Linked DNA regions of Sus scrofa: region 2 is linked to region 1. A link is a contact called in public HiChIP or PLAC-seq data. All regions are on one chromosome and are shown on one strand. The core of a region is the stretch at or near the end of the contact, and the rest is flanking DNA. Distances in the headings are between cores, read along the strand shown.

Evidence for each region. HiChIP or PLAC-seq counts read pairs in DNA pulled down with a chosen protein or histone mark.
Region 2: a contact with region 1 is called in an H3K27ac HiChIP or PLAC-seq map of alveolar macrophages. The contact joins the promoter of ARHGEF25 here to the promoter of MARS in region 1. A contact is called at or near these places in 1 of 47 Hi-C or Micro-C datasets (heart right ventricle) and 1 of 2 datasets of contacts at active chromatin or transcription factors (alveolar macrophages).

What each region holds. Positions count from the first base shown.
Region 1 is chr5:22,748,770-22,755,032 of Sscrofa11.1, reverse strand. It overlaps MARS (methionine--tRNA ligase, cytoplasmic), which reads right to left and starts at 2,628. Exons shown (of 22, transcript XM_021091867.1): 1 at 2,580-2,628. It overlaps ARHGAP9 (rho GTPase-activating protein 9), which reads left to right. Exons shown (of 18, transcript XM_021091869.1): 2 at 59-392; 3 at 666-886; 4 at 1,827-2,051; 5 at 2,243-2,356; 6 at 2,554-2,658; 7 at 2,893-2,954; 8 at 3,091-3,181; 9 at 3,392-3,487; 10 at 3,625-3,723; 11 at 3,966-4,110; 12 at 4,205-4,312; 13 at 4,649-4,747; 14 at 4,926-5,003; 15 at 5,131-5,184; 2 more. The coding sequence starts at 77.
Region 2 is chr5:22,870,047-22,876,076 of Sscrofa11.1, reverse strand. It overlaps ARHGEF25 (rho guanine nucleotide exchange factor 25), which reads right to left and starts at 2,575. Exons shown (of 16, transcript XM_021091874.1): 1 at 2,443-2,575; 2 at 1,731-1,854. The coding sequence starts at 2,517. DTX3 (probable E3 ubiquitin-protein ligase DTX3) reads right to left here. Exons shown (of 6, transcript XM_013997672.2): 3 at 5,947-6,025; 4 at 4,849-5,578; 5 at 3,713-3,930; 6 at 2,664-3,377. The coding sequence starts at 5,975. The coding sequence ends at 3,302.

The DNA of each region.
Region 1 (6,263 bases), core at 1,379-3,878:
GCCTGCAAGCAGCCAGTCCTGTCCTTTTCTGGACCTCCAACACCCCCTTTTCCCATAGGTGACGGTACTGACAACAATGCTATCGGGCCGGTGGTGGCCAAGTCCCTGGGGGAGCCTAAGGCTGGGGCCCCGAAGCCCTTCTCAGGGATCCCAGCTCCGTGCCCTCTATGCCTTCACTTACACTGGGGCAGATGGCCGGCAAGTGTCTCTTGCTGAAGGAGAGAGATTCCTACTGCTTCGAAAGACCAACTCAGATTGGTGGTTGGCAAGGCGCCTGGGAGCACCCTCCACCTCTCGGCCCATCTTCGTCCCAGCTGCCTACATGACAGAGGAATCCAGCCCTTCCCAGAGCCCTACCACTGGCACCCCCAGCCGATCCCTCTGGACTCCTGGTGAGTTAGCCTTCCTCGCCCTCCTTCTTACCTGCCTGGCTTCCAGGAATTACTGGAAAGATCCCCTTCCCCCACACCTCTGCTGATGCCTTACTCCTTCCTCTCACCCCCATCATGGTGTCCCCATCACCTTTCTTCCCAGTCTCAAGCCTTCTAGATCTCCTGTAATTTTCCACCTGCTCTTGTCTTCCCTGTGAGTCCCCAGCATGGGGAACCCAGCCGGGAGCCATGGGGTCACCCTGCCCCTATCTCTTCCCATTTCTCTGTTTCCAGGGCCAAAGTTATTTTCTGGCTCCTTGGAGGAGCTGCACCTGTGTCAGGAACCCCCAGACAGAGCCCAGTTGACATCTGAACATCCTCCTCCTCTTCCCCCCAAAATGTGTAGAAGTGTCAGTGTTACCAACTTGAAGGGCACCCTCCAAAAGCCCTTCCAGGAAGGACCAAGTGGGAGATCCTTTTCCCAGGAAGACTTGCTGACGGAAGCCAATGACAAGGTGAGTCATAGCGCTTTTTCAGAGCAGTCAACAAATATCTACTCTGGGCTCAGATCTAGGCACAATGGTAAAGAGGACAGACAGAGTTTCTGCCCTCAAAGGATTCCCATGGGGGTGACAGACACATAAATAAGATAACCCTTGGTACTGATTAGCACTACCAAGAAGCTAAGTGTGGTACAGGATGACTGAAGTGGTCTAGGAAGGCATCACTAAGGAAATGACCTTTAGTCAAATCTGAATGAGAAGGCCTGGAGCAAACTAGAAGAAATTCTACCTGAGGGACAGTAAGGAGCAAAGCTCCTGAGGGTACAGGGAACCTGTCAAATGACAGAGAGACTGAAAGACCGCCCTGTCTATGCTTTTCTCTCTCCTTCTCCTGACCCCTGGCCCAGGGCAGGGTTTTTGCTGTGTCTTGTCTTGCCAGCTCAGGTCACCAGCAAGTCCCTTCTAGAGATGTAACTCTTGATCTTCCAGAAGATTCAGCCCCTCCCCTCTCTCTTACTTACTAGTGAGTGAAAAGTGGCCCCTCCTCTCTCATACTCCGCTAGCTGGGGTCTCTGACCCCTCTCTGTCTCCTTTTATTCTGGAGGATGTGAGGGTGGGGCGCTCCCCTCCACCCCTCCCTCCATGCACAAAAAGACTGTTCCCCTTTCCTGAGGTCCTCCGGTGGGGGGTGGGGTGGGGGAGGAGGGAAGTTGGCAACAGGAAGTGAGGAGAAAAGCAAAGAGTGACTGTGAGGGAGGGAGTCAAAAACACACACACACACACACTACGGCTGGGGACTAGCTAGGGTTTCTTCCTCAGTACCTGGGTTACCCCAACCAGGAGCTGGTGGTGAGAAAATGGTGGGGGAGAAAGGAGGAGGTGGTTAGAGGAGAGAAGTTTGGGGAGGGCTACGGGCAGAATAACGACCCTTTTCTTCCCCCTTTCCTTGCAGGCAAGACCCCAGCCCCTCATGTCAGAGCCCCCTGTGTACTGCAATCTGGTGGACCTCCGCCGCTGCCCCCGCTCTCCGCCCCCAAACCCTGCATGCCCGCCGCTGCAGAGGCTGGACGCCTGGGAGCAGCACTTGGACCACAGCTCCGGACGCTGCTTCTACATAAATTCGCTGACTGGCTGCAAATCTTGGAAGCCCCCACGCCACACCCGCACCCGAGAGATGGTAAGACCTGCCATCTGGCTTGTCCCTTTGTCCCTTCTGTCTCCTCCTTCCCCCCTGACTGATCCCCCAAGTAGTATGTTTTCTTGCTGGGGCTCTCAGAAGGTCAGAAGAATCAAAAAATTGTGAGCAGAGTGTTCAGAGCCAGTGGAGGTGGCATCTGACTCTAGCTTTACCTTTCCCTCTGCCTCCAGAACCCTGGCTCCATGGAGAGGACCCAGACCCTGAATAGGGACAATGGTGTCCTGCAGCCTCAGGCAAAGGGCTCAGAATCTGGCCCAGGGACCCCAGAACTTTTCGACTCCCAGGTGAGATCACCCTCTCCTCCTGACCACATGCAGGAAAAAGCCATCATTTTAGACTTTCCCTTTTATGCAAGACATTTTTCTCCTGTACCCCACCACACCCCCTGCCTCTCACCCACATCCGCACCCCTCTTCCCCCTCCAGCTGGGGACTCCAAATTTAAAGGTTCCTCCACCTGCTTCTCCAATCCCCTCCCCCAGGCTTCACCCTGCCTCCGCAGACGCACCTCCCAGCTTGACCCCTCAGACCAGCCTTCAGCTTTGCAGTTTGCTCGGCCTCTGCCCCAGGTCCTGGATGACCCTCACGTAAGTCTCCCGTTTTCTTGTGATCGCCAAGATCCTCCCTGTCCCAGCCCCCAGTTCTTGCTCCTTCAGAAAGGTCTTCCTCTTTCTGAGTGTTCTCTGGGTATCCTCTCTTACGGAGCACACCCGGAACAACTTTAAAGGATTTCACTCCCAGAACATTTCCTGGGGAGAGCTGTGTGGCTGTGAGGGGTGCTGCGTGACTTATTGATACCTTTCCTTCCACTTACTTCCCAGGAGGTGGAAAAGTCAGGCCTGCTCAATATGACCAAGATCGCCCAGGGCGGTCGCAAGCTCAGGTGAGAAGTGGGAACACAGCAGGGCGCCCCCCCACCCCGTTGGAGCCGGAGGTTAGGGAGGTGCTGGGAGAAACCCTCCCCATGTGACTGTAAATGACCTTTGCACGACTGCCGCTGCCCCCCTTTGCCCCTGCAGGAAGAACTGGGCCCCATCTTGGGTAGTATTAGCGGGTAACAGCCTGGTGTTCTACCGAGAGCCACCGCCGACCGCCCCCTCCACCCTCTGGGTGAGTGTGAGGGAGGAGAGGTGGGGTGCCCCGGGGTGCAGGAGGGGTTCCGCTGCAACTACCGGCCTCAGGCCAACTGTGGGGGCGCAGGTGGGGAGGGTGATGTAGCAAGGAAGGAGCACAGCCTCCGGTGTTCTCGCAGTTCTCAGGTGGGAGGGAGGCAGTGAGGGAAAACAGCGCTTTGGCCTCAGTTTCTGCTCTAATTGCCAGGGCCCAGCCGGGAGCCGACCAGAAAGCAGCGTGGACCTTCGCGGAGCAGCCCTGGCCCACGGCCGCCACCTGTCCAGCCGCCGCAACGTCCTGCACGTGAGTGCCCTCCCGCGCATCCCCAAAGCCCCACCCAACCGAGAATGCGCCCCCAATTTCCCAGTCTCCCTCTCGGGCTCCCTGCTTTTTATGCTCCTCCCCACTGACCCAAGCCTTTTCCCCCTCCGGCCCATCAGATCCGCACGGTCCCTGGACACGAGTTCCTGCTGCAGTCAGACCAGGAGACCGAGTTGCGAGCCTGGCACCGCGCGCTGCGGGAGGTCATCGAGCGCCTGGTGAGATGGGTGGGAGGTGGTGGGACAGAGACTGGGAAGAGGCCGGGGCGCAGCACGGTGGCGAGGTGGTGGTGGGGGGGGAAAGGAGTGGAGAAGCAAATGTAGGTTTCGGGGTGGTGGTCTCCATGTAGAGCCCTGGGGTGGGCCTAGAACGTGGGACCCCAGCAGCCGGTTAGGGAGTGTACATTTCTTGACCCTCTCTTCCAACCTCCCATTCGGTCCATCTTGCGGTGCGGAGCTAGGATCGAGAGAATCCCCTGGAGCTACGTCTGTCAGGCTCTGGACCAGCGGAGCTGGGGGAGCTGAGTGCCGGGGAGGACGAAGAAGAGGAGTCAGAACCGGTGTCCAAGCCCCTGCTGCGGCTTGGCGGCAGCCGTCGGAACTCCAGTGAGGGGCGGGCCTGGCGGGCGGGGCCTGGGGGCGTCTCCGGCTACTCAGCGCTGCGGCTGCTCTCCTGCTCTGATTCGAACTGCCTCCGCAGGTCGGTGTCCTGAGGGAGCCGAGCAGAGCCGCGTGCGGAACAAACTAAAACGGCTTATCGCAAAGAGACCGCCCTTGCAAACCCTGCAGGAGCGGGGTCTGCTCCGAGGTGAGGTGGGCTGGGCCGGTTCTCCTTTGTGCCTGCTTTGGTGTTTTTGCAAGCATTTTATTTGCATTCCTGATCTGGGCTTCAGCCCATTTCATGGATGAGAAAACTCGGTATCCAAGCTCACAGTAGAGCTTCGGAGAACTAGATCAGCTGTCGTCGTCTGAGACCCCTGCTTTCCCCTGTACTGCTTTCCCCTTTTGTGGGGAGGGGGTATACCTCCTTGCCCAGGCCTGGAACAAGCAAGCAGGGTGTTCCTTGGGGTGAAGACCTGTGTCTGAAAGAGCTTGCATGGGTGATGCTGCCACTGGCTTCCCATCTCACTCTGTGCCTCCCCAGATCAGGTGTTTGGCTGCCAGTTGGAATCTCTATGCCAGCGGGAAGGAGACACTGTGCCCAGCTTTGTGCGGCTCTGCATTGCTGCAGTGGATAAAAGAGGTTACTTTCCCAGAGACCCCATAATCTCCTCTTCCAACGGGCCAAGGCCCAGAACCTCCCACTTCCCCCAGCCTAGTCTTGCTTCTGCCCTTTTTCTCTCCACCCTCTGATCCCTTACCAGCTTGGAACACACACATTAGAGCAGGAATCCTTATTTGCTCCTTGCCTCATCTTCTAGGTCTAGATGTGGATGGCATTTACCGGGTGAGTGGGAACTTGGCAGTGGTCCAGAAGCTTCGTTTCTTGGTGGACAGAGGTGAGAAGGCCATGGGCAGGTGTTGGTGCTAAGATCTTCATGCCTCAGAACCATAGGCTGTTCTGAGTGAGGGAGCTGGCAGAAGAGGGAAGTCTTAGCTCTTGATCTCTTCCCATCCATGTTGCAGAGCGGGCGATCACCTCTGATGGGAGGTACATGTTCCCAGAACAGCAAGGACAAGGTACTTATATGGCAGGCCTCTCAGATCCTTAAACGTTTCTCACATCCCTGTTCCCTGTGGCTTCCTCATGGCCTGCTCCTGGGGGGTTGTCCCCATCCTGATGCCTGTGGTCTTGCCGCACTAGGGACCCCGTAGGCATACCTGTGATCTGCCTAAACTGGATCTTTTCCCAAACTCCTGATCTCTCAGCCTGTGGGTCCCTTGAGCCCTTTGTGAGCCCTGAGCCCTTCTGCACCTCCTTTTCCTTCCAGAAGGCCGATTAGACTTGGACAGTGCAGAGTGGGATGACATTCATGTGATCACTGGAGCCTTGAAGCTTTTCCTCAGGGAGCTGCCCCAGCCTCTGGTGCCCCCACTGCTGCTGCCCCATTTTCGTGCTGCCCTTGGTAAAGGATGGGAGCTTTGAGCAATGCCCTTGGTATGGGGTGGAGGGTAGTGGGGGAGGCATGAGTGATAAAAAATAGAGTCGAGGTTCTCTTAAACTCTTCTGTCCCATGCTGAGCACAGAGATGGAAATAACTTTCAACTCATGTGCCAATTCTAGTTTGTTTTTGGTTTTTTTTGGTCAATATTTAGAGGACTGGTTAAAAAGGTTGCAGTTCGACTTAGCGGAAAAGAAAGGAAGGCTAACGATGTCTTCCATGGGCAAGGGAAAGAGTAGCAAGTTTGCCCGCCCTTCCCTCGAACCTCCCCTAACCTCACTCCCATGCCCTTCCCATCACTCTTTCTCTCTAGCACTCGCCGAATCAGAACAGCGTCTCTCTCAAATACAGGAATTAATAAGCTCAATGCCAAAACCCAACCATGACACTCTACGGTATCTGCTGGAGCATTTATGCAGGTCAGGACAACTGAACATCTTTGTTTGTGTTGGGGGAGGGTGGGCTGGGGCCTGCAGCTGAGACCCTGTATTGAGATGGGGTGAAGATAGAGAAACACCTAAATTTAGTGGGACGATTGAGGAAACAGGGAACCTCTGTGCAGGGGACATAGTACCAGGGTCAAAGCGTTCTTGCTGGGTCAGCATCAAATGGGGAACCAGGGACCAAGAAAGCCCAGGGATGCCGTGAGAGAAATAA
Region 2 (6,030 bases), core at 1,326-3,825, 120 kb before region 1:
GCAGGGTTATCCTTGGCCTGGCTTGGAGGCAGAGGAGCTGTGATTTGTGATGAAGCCCCTGGGAGACCCCCCTCATCTCTCATTCCTCCATTCCCTTGTCCCTCTTCAGATCTGAAGTGGATTCTCAGCAAAAGGATTTGAGGGAAGATGTGGTTCTGGGCCTCAGGGGACTGTGGATGGGTTTTTCTCATAGTCAGTTGAGAGGTGTCCCTTGCCCCTTCCCCAATTTCCTTAACTTGAACTGACAGAAATTAGGAGGCAGAAGGGATCTTAGAGATCGCCTATCAAGTCACTTTCCTGGAAAACACGGATATAGTCTCCAGCCTCTTAAATCCCTAGGGCTGGGGCATAAGAGGAGTACTGACCCTCTGCCCACCCCCGACTCAACACTGGGCCCTTGCGACCTCACACTCACCACGTCCCCCCCGGGCGAAGCAGCAGCCGCATTTTGCCAGCACTTTTCGGATCACATGGGGACAGGCACAGCGACCCCCCTTTTGCCCCCCCCGCATGGCGCCCAGGCCCCCCCGCACCCTCCACCCGGGCCGGCCATGCAGGGGGAATCAAGGGGGGCGGGGATGGCGCAGGGCGCACACCCCCCCTCCCTCCTACCCGGCTCCAGGCTGGGGGAGGGGGGGAGGGAGGGAACGGGGAGGGGGGGTCCAGCGGTAGACGGAAGTCTGGTCTGGAGGAGAGCTGGGGGCTCTGCAGAGAGGGCGGCGCGGGGCCAGGCCGCCGAGCTGGGCGGGGAGGGTTTCCGGAACCCAGTCGGTGCGGGGCCTGGGGTCCAGATGTCCAGCGGGGAGGGGAGGGATGGTGGAGGAGGCTGGGCCGGGATGCGGCAGCCGCTCCAGCTCCGTCTCCGGCCTCTCAAGTTGGGGGTGGTTCTAGGCCCGGGCAGGGGAGTAGGTGGGGGCCGACTCCCCGAGTCACTGGCGCTGCGCGGGTCCCGGCAGAGCTGCGAGCCGAATAACAGGCCCCGCCGCCCGGCCGCCGCGGGGAGGGGCCTCTGCGGCCCAGCTCCGCCCTCTCCCTCGCGTTCCCCCTTCAGCCTGTGCCCGGTTCCCGCCCCAATTCCCCCTCCCCCAGGCACCACCACGTTCCCGCTCCACGTCCCCAGCGCCTCCGCCCCTCCTCTCCAGCCTGGGCTCCCCTGTCCCGGGTTCCCCCTCCCTCCTGTATCTCGGGCTGCGGAGCACGGGGGTGGGGGTTGAACGCGGCGGCGGGGTCTACCAGGGTCGCCCCTCGGCCTCTGCGGCGGAGAAGAGGGCAGCGAATGGGGCCTTGGCCTGTGCGAAGATGTCCTGGGGTCGGGATTGCCCCTAGCCGCGCAGGGGTGGACAAGACCCCCCAGTAGGGGTTGCGGGGATGGAGAGCTTTTGTGCAGAACACAGCCCAGGTGCCGCCCTCTCGCCGGACCCTTCTCTCCTCCAGGCCCTGGGACTCCAGCTGAGGCTAATCACCAATTAAGGCGAAGTCCTGGAGCCTGAGCTGGCCAGGGGCCAGGGGTGGGGCGCGGGGAACACTACGCCAGCGGGGGCTCGGGACCCGCTGAGGTGGGGGACACACAACGGACTAGAGGGCGAGAAGAAGCGTGGAGATCTGAGTGTTTAGACGGGTCTCATGCCAATTAGATGCAAACCTTTATGCTAATAAGAGCAGTATAGTTTTGAATTCGCCACTTGGCGTTGGATGGCAAACTGCGCCCCACCCCACCCACAGCTTCTTACCGGGCAGCCGAGCCCAGGCGGGGACCTCACGTTCGCGCTCCCCTCTCTGATCCCTCTGATCCCTCTCCGTACAGATAGACTCTGGTTCGGCCGCTCCTGGCCCTAGGGGGCTTCTCTTGGGGGGCTGCGGGGACAATGATGGTAAGGAAACCGCCCTCCAAGCCCGGCCTGGACCTCCCGCCTCCCCTTCTCCCTCCTGTCAAAATCCACTTTGTTATAAAAGGGTCGCCAAGGCTAGGGTGGAGGAAGCAGTTCACCCGGAACGTGCCTATGGTCTTCTTAATGGAACTCTTGGATTCCTGCGACTGTCCCGCAGAATTCTTGCTTGCGGGTAAATTGAGTTGTGGGGTGCAGCCATCCTGAAGCCCCTTAAAGAGACCCCCGAGCCCACCATGGTCCCCCTTTCTTACCCACTCCTGCCCGGGTAGGGCGCATGCGCGCAGCATGCCCCCCATAACCCCCAGTATCCGGTCAGTGCGGCCAGGGGCGGGGCGGTCCGGGGGCTTCATGCTGGACCCCTACCCTCCTCCAAGTTTCAGAGCCGAGGGGGCGCGGAAGCTGGGGGGGCTCTGAGGCCTGCGTGCGTCCGGGGAGTTGCCGCTGCCGAATCCGCCCCCCGCCCGGCTCCGCCCCCACTCCCACCCCAGCCAAACTTTTCAAAAGGGGTAGGGTTGTTCTTTTCTCTACAACTGTAATTCCACAACAAACAAACCCTCTTAATCGTGACTCCAACGTCGAAGCACGATCCAGGGCTTCGCAGTGTTATCTTGGAGCCCACTAAGTACATGCCGTTTTCCCAGGCCCTCTGGAAGCAGAGAGCTTGGGTGGACACACAGGGAGTTCCCGATCACCACTCCCTACTCCTTCTCAGCAGGGTCCGGCTCCCCTCCCCATTCCTGACCCGCCCCACAGAGCAGAACGGGTGTGGCATAGAGAGTTGCATATTTTACTTTATTTTTATTAAATTAAAAGCTACAGTCTGGCGGCGATTCCAGAACAGGGTAAGGAGGCTCCTTATAGGGGGCAGAGAAAAGCGGGAGAGAAAGACCAACAGAGACAGAGACACAGGAGAGAAAGGACAAGGTTAAGGTAGAAGGGGAACTGTTTCTGAAGAACACACAGGGCCGGCTCCTTGGGGGCTCACAGCAGCCCGGTTCCCCTCCCCTGCACAGAAGTTCAGCAGTGGAGCAGTATGTGGGAGTTGGGGCGGGGGTTCAAGAGACCCTTCCCTCCCCACCCAGGTCCTCTCTCAGCTTAGTCACTGGAGCACAGCACATACCAGAAAAAGCCAAGGGCAGTGGAGGGGGCAGGGAGACTGGGAGTATGTACACCGGGAGGAGGGGAGCAGAGCCTAGGATGTCAGCCTCTGCCAGAAAGGAGTGGCTCACACTGCACTGAAGCACTCGGCCTGTGGGGGGCTGGGGAAGGGATGGCCCCTCCCTCTCAGACCGCCTTCCCCAGCAGGACCATCCCCTACTAGCGTGGTGAGGGGGGCAGAGGGAGAGAGAACAGAGGCTTCCGTTGGGTCCTACTGGAGGAGAACAGCAGGGGCCTCACAAGGGGGATGTCCTTCAGTCATCGGTGATGCCCTTGGCTCTCAGCTCCTCTTGCACCCGGGTCAGGTAAGTGGGGTCCGGGTACCCAAACCTGGGAGCAAAGAGAAACGAGGGTCAGGGTTAGCTGTTCAGGCTTTTCATAACCCCAAGCTCACCTTCCTCCTGGTGCCCCATCCTAGCCCCTGCCCTCCTCCCATAAGGTTACCCAAACCCAAGATAACTGAGCCTAATTCTGCTTATTTTTGTAGGCTAAGCGGGGCACATCAGGATCAGGCTGAAGAGAGGAGAAACTGGGATGGAAGAGATGGTTGAATAGTTTGGGTGTGGTCCTCTCCAGTTTAGGAGGTTCCCAAAGAGAGGGGCTTCCCCAGGTTGGAAATGGAGAAAAGGGGAGGAGCCAAGAGAAGGGAAGAAGGAGTGTCGCACAGCTGGGGTCCCCCTGTGCAGCTGGTCTTGTGGTGGATGTCGTTCCAGGTGATGACATTCGGTCTCCCTGTGGTCATGGACGTGCCAATAGTGAAGGTGAGACGCTGGTCAAATGCCTTGCGGAACAGGGTCAGCACCTTGTTGCCCTCAGGGCAGTCCGGGAGGTAGGCCACCCGTGTGGTGCCAGGATACCGAACTCCTGGGTTTGGGTGTTCAGCCTGGGGTTGGGAGACAGAGTGGGCAGTGAGCAGCTGGGCATCTTAAGGCCCATGATGTCGGTGGAGGATCATCCTGGCGAACCTTCTGGTTGGGCATCCCCAGCTAATGCTTGATGGGGCAGCAACAAGCTGCAGCTTTCCAGGGAAGGAGCAACGCTAGGAACTGGAGCCTCTTTTCCAGACAAAATCTCATCATTAAGAGGTTTTTCCCTGCTGTCCCAATCCCTCAAGTCTCGATTCAGCAACGAACAGACTCTCAAAAGTGATGGAAGGTAGCTGGGCTTTACTCTCCAGATAACTCAGCAAAAATGTGCAGACTGAGAATAATTTATCTTTCAGCCTTCCCTCCTCCACCTGAAAACACTCCCAATGCATCTTCCACTGCCTAACCTGTTCTACTTTTCTATTATTCTCCTTCAGAGCTTCCTCATCCCTCTGCAAACCAGAACAGGACATTACTCTTTGTCAAGCAGAAAGACACCTGTAGGCTCTTGACCACTCCTGTTTTAACCTTCCACTGATCAAAGTTTTCCTTCTCATAAATCTGGAATGGAGTAACCCTCCAGCACTGCTAGGGCGAGTCAGACCCTTCCCGCTGTGCCTGTCTGCACCTGAGCCACCATCTCCACAGGCTATACCTCTGCCGACAACTGCCAACGTCCAAGTTCATCAAGGACACAGAATTTGATTCCTTTCTCTCATACCTGACTTTCACAGGTGCCTTGGGGTCATGGGGATGGAAAAAGCTAGGCCTCAAGGGGGCACCTCCAGCTCTGGAAACTGAGTGGGCAGGCACAGTGGGAGAGAGCCAGACTGTATCACATCTAACAAACACAGTCACCCTTATCTAGTTTTCCTCAGGAAGAAAACAAGCGTGGGGGAAAACCAAAGGGCAAGGGCAGGCCACAGTCTTCTTACCCCCTGGACACCGGGCGGGAAGACGTACTGGATGACGATGGTGCCGTACTTCTCATAGCTGGGTAGCAGGAGTGTGGCGTCCTTAGAGACCAGCATCCGCCCATTCTGGGGCTGGTTGCCCACCAGCTGCCCATAGAAGCGGCCACACATGGGGCAGGCCTTTTTCACCTGCAGGGCCCGGGTGATGCAGCCCTCGCAGAATGAGTGCCGGCACTTCTCCAATGTCTTGGCATTCTGGATCTCCCCCAAACAGATGGGGCAGGTGCTCTCCTGCTCTTCCGGCTCCTCCCGAAGGCGAGGAGGAAGAGGAGGGGGCAGGGGAGGAGGAGGCGGGGGGAGCCCCCGGGCCCCCGGGGGCAGGAGTGGGGCTGCCCGGAGAGGGGGTGGGCCTGGGCGGTGCAGCTCAGGGTGCTCCCCTCCACCCCCCAAAGCCAGGCAGCCCATAAGCTCCCCCTGCCTCTGAGCTTTCTTCAGCTCTTTCTCTGCCTCCTTCAGCAGCCCCTTGAGAGCCTTGCGGGCCAGGTAGAGCCCATTGGGAGGGGCTGGGGGAGGGCCCTGAGGGGAAAGCTGGAGCACATAGATGTCAGAGGTCTCGCCGTCTATGAGAATGGACACACGGTGCTCCTCCCGAAGCCGGGCCAGCCGGGCTGGGGTCTCCTTGCTCAGGAAGTCCCACACAGGCTTGGAGACAGTCACTTTGTTCTTGCAGGTGCCTCCACAGGCTGCCATTCTGGACAGGACGAACGACACTGCCCCCAGGGTGAAAGGGACTCAGGGTGGGGGGTTCCCATTTGATAAATATCGGGGCCTATTTCCTACTCCTACTTCACGTTCCTTTCCACCCCTCCGCTGTCTCAGAGTCCAACTCCCCTCCTCCCCCAAGTTCATTTTCTGTTTCCTCTTATCTTTTAAACTCCAGCACCCACTGAAGAGCAAGAAAGCATCTATAATTTTACTATTACCATCTATGCCAAGCATCAGTCTTGGTTCTCCTCCCCTCCTCCCCAGATCTCAGAAACAACCCGCCCCTCCCGCCTCCAGGTGAAAACTGGGTTCCGTAAAAGGAAGGGAGACTTTTTGACCCTCCTTTTTGCTCACTTTGATCCTGAAGAGCTTAGAATTGGCATGCAGGCTCGCTCGCTCTCTGTCCCTGCTCCCTACTTGTAGGTTGTGTGACCTGGT